Linked DNA regions of Mus musculus: region 2 is linked to region 1. The links are chromatin contacts, called in public promoter capture Hi-C maps. All regions are on one chromosome and are shown on one strand. Each heading gives the region's core, a stretch centred on a gene start, on an enhancer-like site or on the middle of the called end of the contact. The rest is flanking DNA. Distances are from core to core; before and after follow the strand shown.

What was found. Promoter capture Hi-C pulls out the DNA fragments that hold promoters and counts their contacts.
Region 2: a contact with region 1 is called in a promoter capture Hi-C map of liver. The contact joins the promoter of Cyp2c23 here to the enhancer-like site in region 1. A contact is called at or near these places in 5 of 39 promoter capture datasets (the 3T3-L1 cell line, 3T3-L1-derived adipocytes and liver), 8 of 484 Hi-C or Micro-C datasets (cortical neurons, embryonic stem cells, liver and 1 more), 3 of 115 datasets of contacts at active chromatin or transcription factors (bone marrow-derived macrophages, embryonic fibroblasts and embryonic stem cells) and 3 of 9 other capture datasets (adipose tissue, embryonic stem cells and liver).

Annotation. Positions count from the first base shown.
Region 1 is chr19:43,970,588-43,974,769 of GRCm38.p6, forward strand. Cpn1 (carboxypeptidase N, polypeptide 1) reads right to left here. Exons shown (of 9, transcript NM_030703.2): 3 at 3,346-3,501. Among named protein-coding and RNA genes, the nearest start is that of Cpn1, 14 kb to the right of the region's middle. Within about 2 kb of position 1,849, at least 3 of the 459 cell types and tissues checked have an H3K27ac peak or open chromatin away from gene starts, as enhancers often do. A contact at or near this core is called in liver, where this site is marked.
Region 2 is chr19:44,027,469-44,031,650 of GRCm38.p6, forward strand. It overlaps Cyp2c23 (cytochrome P450, family 2, subfamily c, polypeptide 23), which reads right to left and starts at 1,779. Exons shown (of 9, transcript NM_001001446.3): 1 at 1,540-1,779. The coding sequence starts at 1,719.

The DNA of each region.
Region 1 (4,182 bases), core at 599-3,098:
GGCGGGGTTCATGTGGGGACATGAAGTATGCAGGAACTCTTTCTATTTCAATTTTGGTGAGAAGGAGGGGGAGGACAGAGGGGGGGGAGTCATAGGGGAAGGAGAGAGGGAGGGAGGAGACACACACACACACACAGAGAGAGAGACAGACAAGTTTCCCAGATTACCCATTGTAGTGTGGCTAGGCTTCTAAGACAGCTCTGCACAAACTTAGGGTTCTAATAAAATGAACCTCTTGCTGGACGTGGCAGTTCTCTCCCTCACTCGTCTCCTGCATGATTTTAATGAGGCGCAGCTCATGTCTACGGTCCATAGATTAGAAGCACTAATTTCTACTGACTATTACAGCCAGTGAATGGCAGTTTTGTTTTGTTTTGTTTTTTAAAGATTTGTTTATTTATTTTATGTGTATGCACTGTCACTGTCTTCAGACACCAGAAGAGGGCATCAGATCCCATACAGATGGTTGTGAGCCACCATGTGGTTGCTGGGAATTGAACTCAGGACCTTTGGAAGATCAATCAGTGCTCTTAACCGCTGAGCCATCTCTCCAGCCCCTTTTAAAGATTTATTTATTTATCATATGTAAGTATGCTGTAGCTGTCTTCAGACACTCCAGAAGAGGGCGTCAGATCTTGTTACAGATGGTTGTGAGCCACCATGTGGTTGCTGGGATTTGAGTGGCAGTTTTGTAAAGGAAACTTTGAACCCCCTGGACTTGAGCACAAATAATCCAGTTTCCAGGGCTTTCCACCTCCCACGGGGTCCTGTTTGGTGATCTCACTGTGGTCCATGAGCTAATTAATGGCTCTTCCTGGACCAAGGGTCAGTTCTAAAGGTCCTGTCTTTCCATCCCAAAGGGGGCTTTCTGAAGACAGTTGGGGCTCACACAACCAGAATAGACACATCGGGTGTGAATGGGCTGGTTCTGAGAAATGTCTGGCAATTCTGTTGTAGTGCAGAGTCGGAGGGCGAACTTACACAAACTGAGCAGGCTGCATGAGGAGAAAATCAGTGCTGCACACGGAATGTATGTTGGCGAAACTGTCATCTCATGGCACGTGGCTGTAGGACCATGAGCTCAGGCCCTCTGAAACAAGCCCTTTTCTCCACATCCCAAAAGGCCAGCTTCTGCTCACCATTCCTTTCCCTGACGGAGTTTTCATCGTCATTTCTTTCCTCTTCCGGGTTAGGCAGAGGATTGAGTGGGAGGCTCAGTATTGTGCTTTACACAGGGAAACAAGTTTAACACTCAAACCATGGAGCTGGAGAGACGACTCAGCAGTCAAGAGCACACACAGGACCCAAGTTTGGTTCTCAGCCCCCCGTGTCAGGTGACTCAAAACCACCGTAACTCCAGCTCCAGGGGATCTGACGCCCTCTTCTGAACTGAGAGCACCCGCAACTAATGTCTACACACCCCACACAGACACACTAAGCGCCACCTTCCCCCCATAAAAAAACACAAATAGAATGAATCTTTTAAAAATTCAGAGCATGGCTCATGACTGTAATCTCAGCACGCTGGAGTAAGAGTTCAAGACCACCCCCGGCAAGTGAGTTTGAGGCCGGCCTAGGCGCCATGACACCTTGTGCCTCACGAAATGAAAAACAAGTCAGGACATTATTCTGGCTAGATACACCGAGTAGGCCCATGATCTTGGTTTTGTTTTGTTATTAGCTTACTTAACTGAGCTCAAAGGTCAGCGATAACCAGACATCCAACATGCCAACATGATTTTTACGTCATTTTCTAAAAAAGATTTTGTTTTATCTGTATTTGTGTGTGGGTATGTGCTGTCTGCATGGGGATGTGTTCACAAAGAGGCGGGGCATCAGATATTCCAGGAACTGGAGTTACTGGCAATTGTGAGCTGTCCAGTGTGGGGTCTCTATAAGAATGGTAGGCAGTCTATAAAGCACTGAGCCATCTCTTCAGCCCTGTCATTTTCAAGGGGACAATACTGAACCTACCCACATAAGAATGTCCCACAGAAAGGCTTTCCCCTGCTTTGTGTTCCTCGTCCCAGCCTCTACTCTTAGATATCCACGAGGATCTCAAACCATCCCACAGGAGAAAAGCCAGGGCTGCCAGGGGTGTTCTGAAGATGGCGGTAGTTACTCCCTCCCCGCAGCAGGTCCACAGCAGGATGGAATCACTCAGATTACCCAGGGCTTCCCAAATGCTGCCTCCCACAGCACAGGACTCAAGGCAAGCTTTTTTTTAAAACGCAAAGGGTCACATGGAAGAAAAGAGGAGAAGCCAGGACTCAGACACCTGGAACCTCAGTGGGTAGCGAATATTGTTGAATATCCAGCTCATCACTAGTAGGACAAAACATATCTATAAAATACTGGAGCTTTCTGCTAGCAGTCTACCATAGTGGTTCTCAACCTGTGGGTCTCAATACCTTCATGGCTGAACAGCCCTTTCACAATGGTCACCTAAGAGCACCAAAACACACAAATATTTACATTATGATTCCTAACAGCAATACATTAGAGTTATGAAGTAGCAATGAAAATGAGTTTACGGTTGGAGGTCACCACGAGGAACTGTATTAAAGGGCCACAATATTAAGAAGGTTGAGAACCACTGATCTAGTATCAGCAGAAACAATTTTGAAATATGAGTCAGAAGGTCTGTGTGTGTTCATGCACATGAGTGTGTACAAGCTGGCGTGTGCGTATTCACACACACACACCACCACCACCAACAACAACAACAACCTGCTATGAAGATCAGAGGACAACTTGCAGGAGTCAGTTCTCTTCTTCCACCATGTGGATTCTGGGAATCGAACTCAGGTCTTCAGGCTTAGCAGCAAGCACCTTTATCCCCCGGGCCAGCTTGCTGGCCCTGCACCTAGCTTTTTGGCACTGGTCCTAGGGTTCAAGCTCAGGTCCCCGTGCTTATAGAATAAGGACTTTCCCAAGTGAGCCATCTCCCAGTCCATGTCTGGGTTTAAATCTTAGATATATGAGTCTAATTTGACCTGTGAATGTAGTAACTGTCAAACAGGGCTAATGTTGGCTTCTGTTGCTTGCCACATTCACAGCCCAGTACTACAGGTGTGGAAAGAGCTTTGTGAAATCGCCAATTATCTGCTCTCTCCTCCTTTGCCACCATGGCTACCAACTTAATGGTCATTGAGGACTTGCTGCTGGAGTTGAGGGTGGTGGCTCTATGCTGCGGAGACAGAATGCAGAGAAGCCATTACTTCCTCTAGGTAAATTAACAAGGAGTGGTGCGTGCTTAATTCTTGACGGTTCTGTTGATATGAAGAATGCTTAGCAGCTCCAGATAACGATTTATCAGCTTCTGTTACCGTTTTCACTTCCTACCTGACTTTTCCAGTTGTCGGGGAGGGGCAGGTGGTGGTTAGGGCCACCGTTCTTGGAGTTGTAGTAGAAGTAGGTGTTGAGATCCGGGAAGTTGCGGTTCAGGTCCACCCCATTTGCATTGTTCCTACCAACCAGATACCCAGACATGTTTGGGCCCTAGGAGAAACAGAAAAAGGAGAAATGAGTGTTTAAAACAGAGTCCTGTATTTCAAGAGCATGGTGTAACTTTTAAAAAATACTAGTTACACTAGTTACTTTTCTATTTCTGTGATAAAATAGCAGTACCAAAATCAGCTTAAGAAAAAATGGTTCCGAAGTGGGAGGGAGGGAAGGACAGACAAATGGACAGAGGAAAGAGTGAGTTTATAATGGCCCAGAAGGCAGGGCATGGTAACAGATGCAGGAGGCTAGCTGATCACATTTAATACACACAGGAAGCAGTGAGGGAGAACAGAAAATAGAATGAGGCTGTACATGCTCAAGGCACACCCACAGCAATGCACTTCCTCTAGCAAGCTCCTAAAGAAGGCTCCATAGCCTCCCCCACCATCAACGGAGAGACCAAGTGCTCACAGACACAAGCCTACGGGGGAGATTTCTCATCCAAACCAACACACTAGCTTTTCTATGAAATGGTGAGGCATTATTGTCACCTTCCGGCTTCCAGTGTCCCAGTTTGCGGGGGGCGGGGATTCAAAGTTCTGGGGGCTCCCGTGAGAAGCTCTAGCGGGAGCAACCCCTAGATTTGTAAAGAGAGCGGCACAGAATTGCTTGCTTAAAGAAGACAATTCAATGAGTTTTAGCGTGCCCATAGAGCGAGACCAACACCATCACCCT
Region 2 (4,182 bases), core at 529-3,028, 57 kb after region 1:
ACGTGTGTCTATGGCATGCACTCTCAAGCACATACATACACATACATTCACAGACTAAATAAGTGTAATAAAATAGAGTTTTAAAAGTAAAGTGTAGCCGCGAGTGGTGGCGCACGCCTTTAATCCCAGCACTCCGGAGGCAGAGGCAGGCGGATTTCTGAGTTCAAGGCCAGCCTGGTCTACAGAGTGAGTTCCAGGACAGCCAGGGCTATACAGAGAAACCCTTGTCTCGGGAAAAAAAAAGTGTATTAAAGGTTTGCTTCTTTCAATCTCTGCATTCTTGTTTGCTATAGCGAACATGCAACAGCATTCTGTCTGAGTCGTCCTTATTAAAATATGCTTTCTTGTTTTGGTTTTTTTTTTTTGTTTTTTTTTTTTGTTTTTTTGTTTGTTTTTTGTTTGTTTTCAAGACAGGGTTTCTCTGGTAGCCCTGGCTGTCCTGGAACTCACTCTGTAGACCAGGCTGGCCTCGAACTCAGAAATCCACCTGCCTCTGCCACCCGAGTGCTGGGACTAAAGGCGTGCACCACCACGCCCGGCAAAATATGCTTGTCAAGGAGGGGATTGTCTGCTGTTTGCTTTAATAGTCTCAGGATCAGAGAGACATCTTGTCAGAAAATATGGACTAATTTGTTCATCTAATAAATTATTTAGTTCAAAGATTTATAATCAGAGAAATTTTTATACAGTTTCTCCATCTTGAAGACTGTGTTTTCACACAGTGAACTTACAGAGATATTACCACTCCCACTATAGCAGGAGCAGCCGAGCTGTGCTGTTACAGGAGAGTGTAGGGAGGGGAGAGGTCCTCCTTAGAAGGAGAATCACAGTTTCCCACAGATAATTTAGTATAAAACACTAATGTATACTTTTACGTTTGTGGAGCTTGCTTTTTGGTGATATATATTAATGGAACCAGCCTTTCATTTAAAATACTTTCTGGCCAGGCAGTGGTGGTGCACGCTTTTAATCCCGGCACTTTGGAGGCAGAAGCAGGCAGATTTCTACAGTTCAAGGCCAGCCTGGTCTACAGAGTGAGTTCCAGGACAGCCAGGGCTATAAAGAGAAACTCTGTCTCGAAAAAAACAAAAGACAAACAAAAGAACAAAACAAAAAACAAACAAAAAAACCACCCCCCCCAAAAAAAACCAAACCAAACCAAACCAAACCAAACCAAACCAAACCAAACCAAACCAAACCAAAACAAAACAAAACAAAACAAAACAAAAAAACCCAAAAACCCTACAAACGTTCTGATCCCAGAAACTTCTTATTTAGGAGCCAAACTAACATCTCCGAGTAGGCCGAGGCCTCTCACTATTTGCTCTGAAGTGATCCGGCTCTCGAAGGATAAGAATTATTTACATTTCTGCAATACCAAAAAGGGCACCCCAAAGAGCCTACAATATAAACAGATCTAAGCAGGCAGTGGGATAGCCAGTACCCCATGTGGTCTGAGCAGGACCAAGAGATGAGTGCCTACCTAACCTGGAAGCAACCCCCCCCCCCCCCCCCCCCCCGAGGACGAGAGCCCCTTACCTTGGAAAGCGATGCAGGGATGTCTTTGAGGTCCAATTGCAGTATATTCCCAATAATGGGAAGTGGAGTGGGGCCAGGGGGCAGTCTCCCCCCAGTGCGCATTTTTGTCCACACTGAAAGGAGGCTGAGGGACATCACCAAAACCAGGAGAGCAAGCGTAGGGAGACCCAGCAGCTCCATGTCAGCCCCGGGATGTTAACTGAAGCTGCCTGTTGTGAGCAAAGCTTAAGCCCCAATAATCGGTAGGTGGGCGTTCCCTGCCTGGGCAAAGGCTGCTCAGAGTTTTGGACTTGGGGAAAAAAAAACAAAAAAAACCCAAAAAAACAGAATGGGGTTGAGTTTGTTTGCTGGAGCCTGAGATCAAGAGGGCTGCTGCTTTTCCTTGTACTCAGAAATCCATAATTTTCTTCTTTTTTTCTGTATGTATATGATGTATGTGCACATGCTCACAGACGCATGCGCACATTATTATGTAGGTCAAAGGACAATCTTGGATGTTGGTTCTCGCTCCCCACCTTGAGATACATTCTTTATTGTTTGCCTTTGTATTGCTAAGCAATCTGGCAGTCAAACTTGTGATTCTTCTGCCCCCCACCTCCCATCTTGTCACCCGAGCACCAGGATCACAGATGCACACCACCACACCCAGCTTTATATAGATGTGGGGATTCGAACTCAGGTCACGCTTGTGCAGGGAATGCTTCCGCCTTGAGTCATCTCCCTAGCTCTTGTATTTTCTCGCTACTGTCCGACCTTCTCAGCCCTGCGAGCTCACTACATACAAAGCTGTGCTTGGTATTTCATAGGTTTCTAAGACCATTGAAATAATTACATTTACAGACTAGAAATAAGAAGCTAGGTTGCGTGCTCTGAGATGGTTTAGGAGAGTTTTCCTTGGAGAACCAGGTCTCTCATCAGTTCAACCTTTTGTGTCCATCAACAAGTAATTGAACGAAACATGGTATATGGCGTCCATCCTTAAGAAAGGATGGAATTCTGACATGCACTACAAGGTAGAGGAAGCGTGAAAACTCTATGCCAGGTGAAAGAGCAAGATACAAGATTCCACTCATATGGGGTATCTCGAATGGGCAAATTAATATACTCAGGGAGTGGATAAGAGAGGTTGGGAGGAGGGGGGAGGGGAGGCTATTGTATCACAGGTACAGAGTTTCTGTTTGAGAAGTTGGAAAGCTTCTGAAAACATTGATAACATTAGCGGTCATACACAGCACAGTGCGTGTATCTAATGCCACTGGGTTAAACACGGCAAAGTGGCTTTCATCCTTTAGATGAGGTTTTGCTATGTGGACCTGGCTGTTTGAACTTGCAGTGATTCTCCTGCCTTAGACTCCTGAACACTGAGACCACACCCAGGTCCATGCCATCACACCAGGCTAAAATGGTAAAATTTATGCTCTGGTAAATTTTACAACACTATATAAAAAAAGTGTCGATGGTTAAGAAGTTATCTTGTTTTTATTTGTATCTAAAGTGATCAATCTCTGTTGAGGTCAGGTTGGCCTTGAACTCACCCTCAATTGTAGAGTCTGGAGCATTGAGATTATAAGAATGTATCACCCTATGCTTAGTTCTTTAAAATAATAAACCTTCTGGTTGTTTTTTGAGTGGGTGGTCAAATTTACTGATTAAAAAAAAATCTAAAAATAACTGTAGAAATAAAAGGTAAGTGTGTGTAGCACTAGAATTCTTAGTTGAATGGCTTCATCTTGGCTTGTGGTCACCTCAGCGCCTGTTCTATATTGCCCACAGTAGGTTGTCAGTCATTTCCAGATCTGTATTGCCCACAGTAGGTTGTCATTTCCAGTTCTGTATTGCCCACAGCAGGTTGTCACTTGCTTTCAGTTGACAAGCTTATCTTGGCTTTGTGTTTTATTGTGACAGGTGAATCCATGAGTGCTAAGGCAGCTTTAAAGCCATCTAATCTATCAAGCCCTGACTATAACCTGGGATAGCTTGGTTTCCAAATCCTCTGTCTAGTCTCTGGAGGAACTCAGCAAGGTGTGACAAGATGTAGGAGGCCCTCCATGATCTATGCTGCCCTTCCCTTCTGACCCTGCCTTTGGGACTCCTCTTAGGTGCCCCCATCCCTACCTGTACAGTGTTTACGTGGAATTGTTTTCCATTAGTCAAAGGATCTGATGCTGCGATTTTCATAGTATCAGCTCAACTTTCTTGTAAAAAAGATTACAGCCAGAGATATACTTTAAATACCATACAGTTTCTTTTATAATGACTAGCAGTATTAAAATAGACATCAAATTAAAACTTAGAATGCTTTCATGATTCCTAAAGAAAATGTCACACTCATTTCTCTCCTCGGATTATGTGGCAACCACCTACTTTTATGTATATAGATTAGCTTGCTTGAATGTTTGATATAGTTGGACTCTTACAGTATCCTGCCTTCTGTGTCTGCTGTCACTCAGCAGACTTTCAAGGTCCATCCATGTTGTAGCATGTCACGGCCCCATTCCTTTTCATGACATGACGATGGTCTGTCCAGTCATCAGCTGTAGGGTATGCTTCAGTGTTCTTGGGTAGATATTTGTAAGTGGAATCACTGGGTCACATGATAACTATTTAACATTTCGAGGATCAGGCAAAAAGTATTCCAAAGTA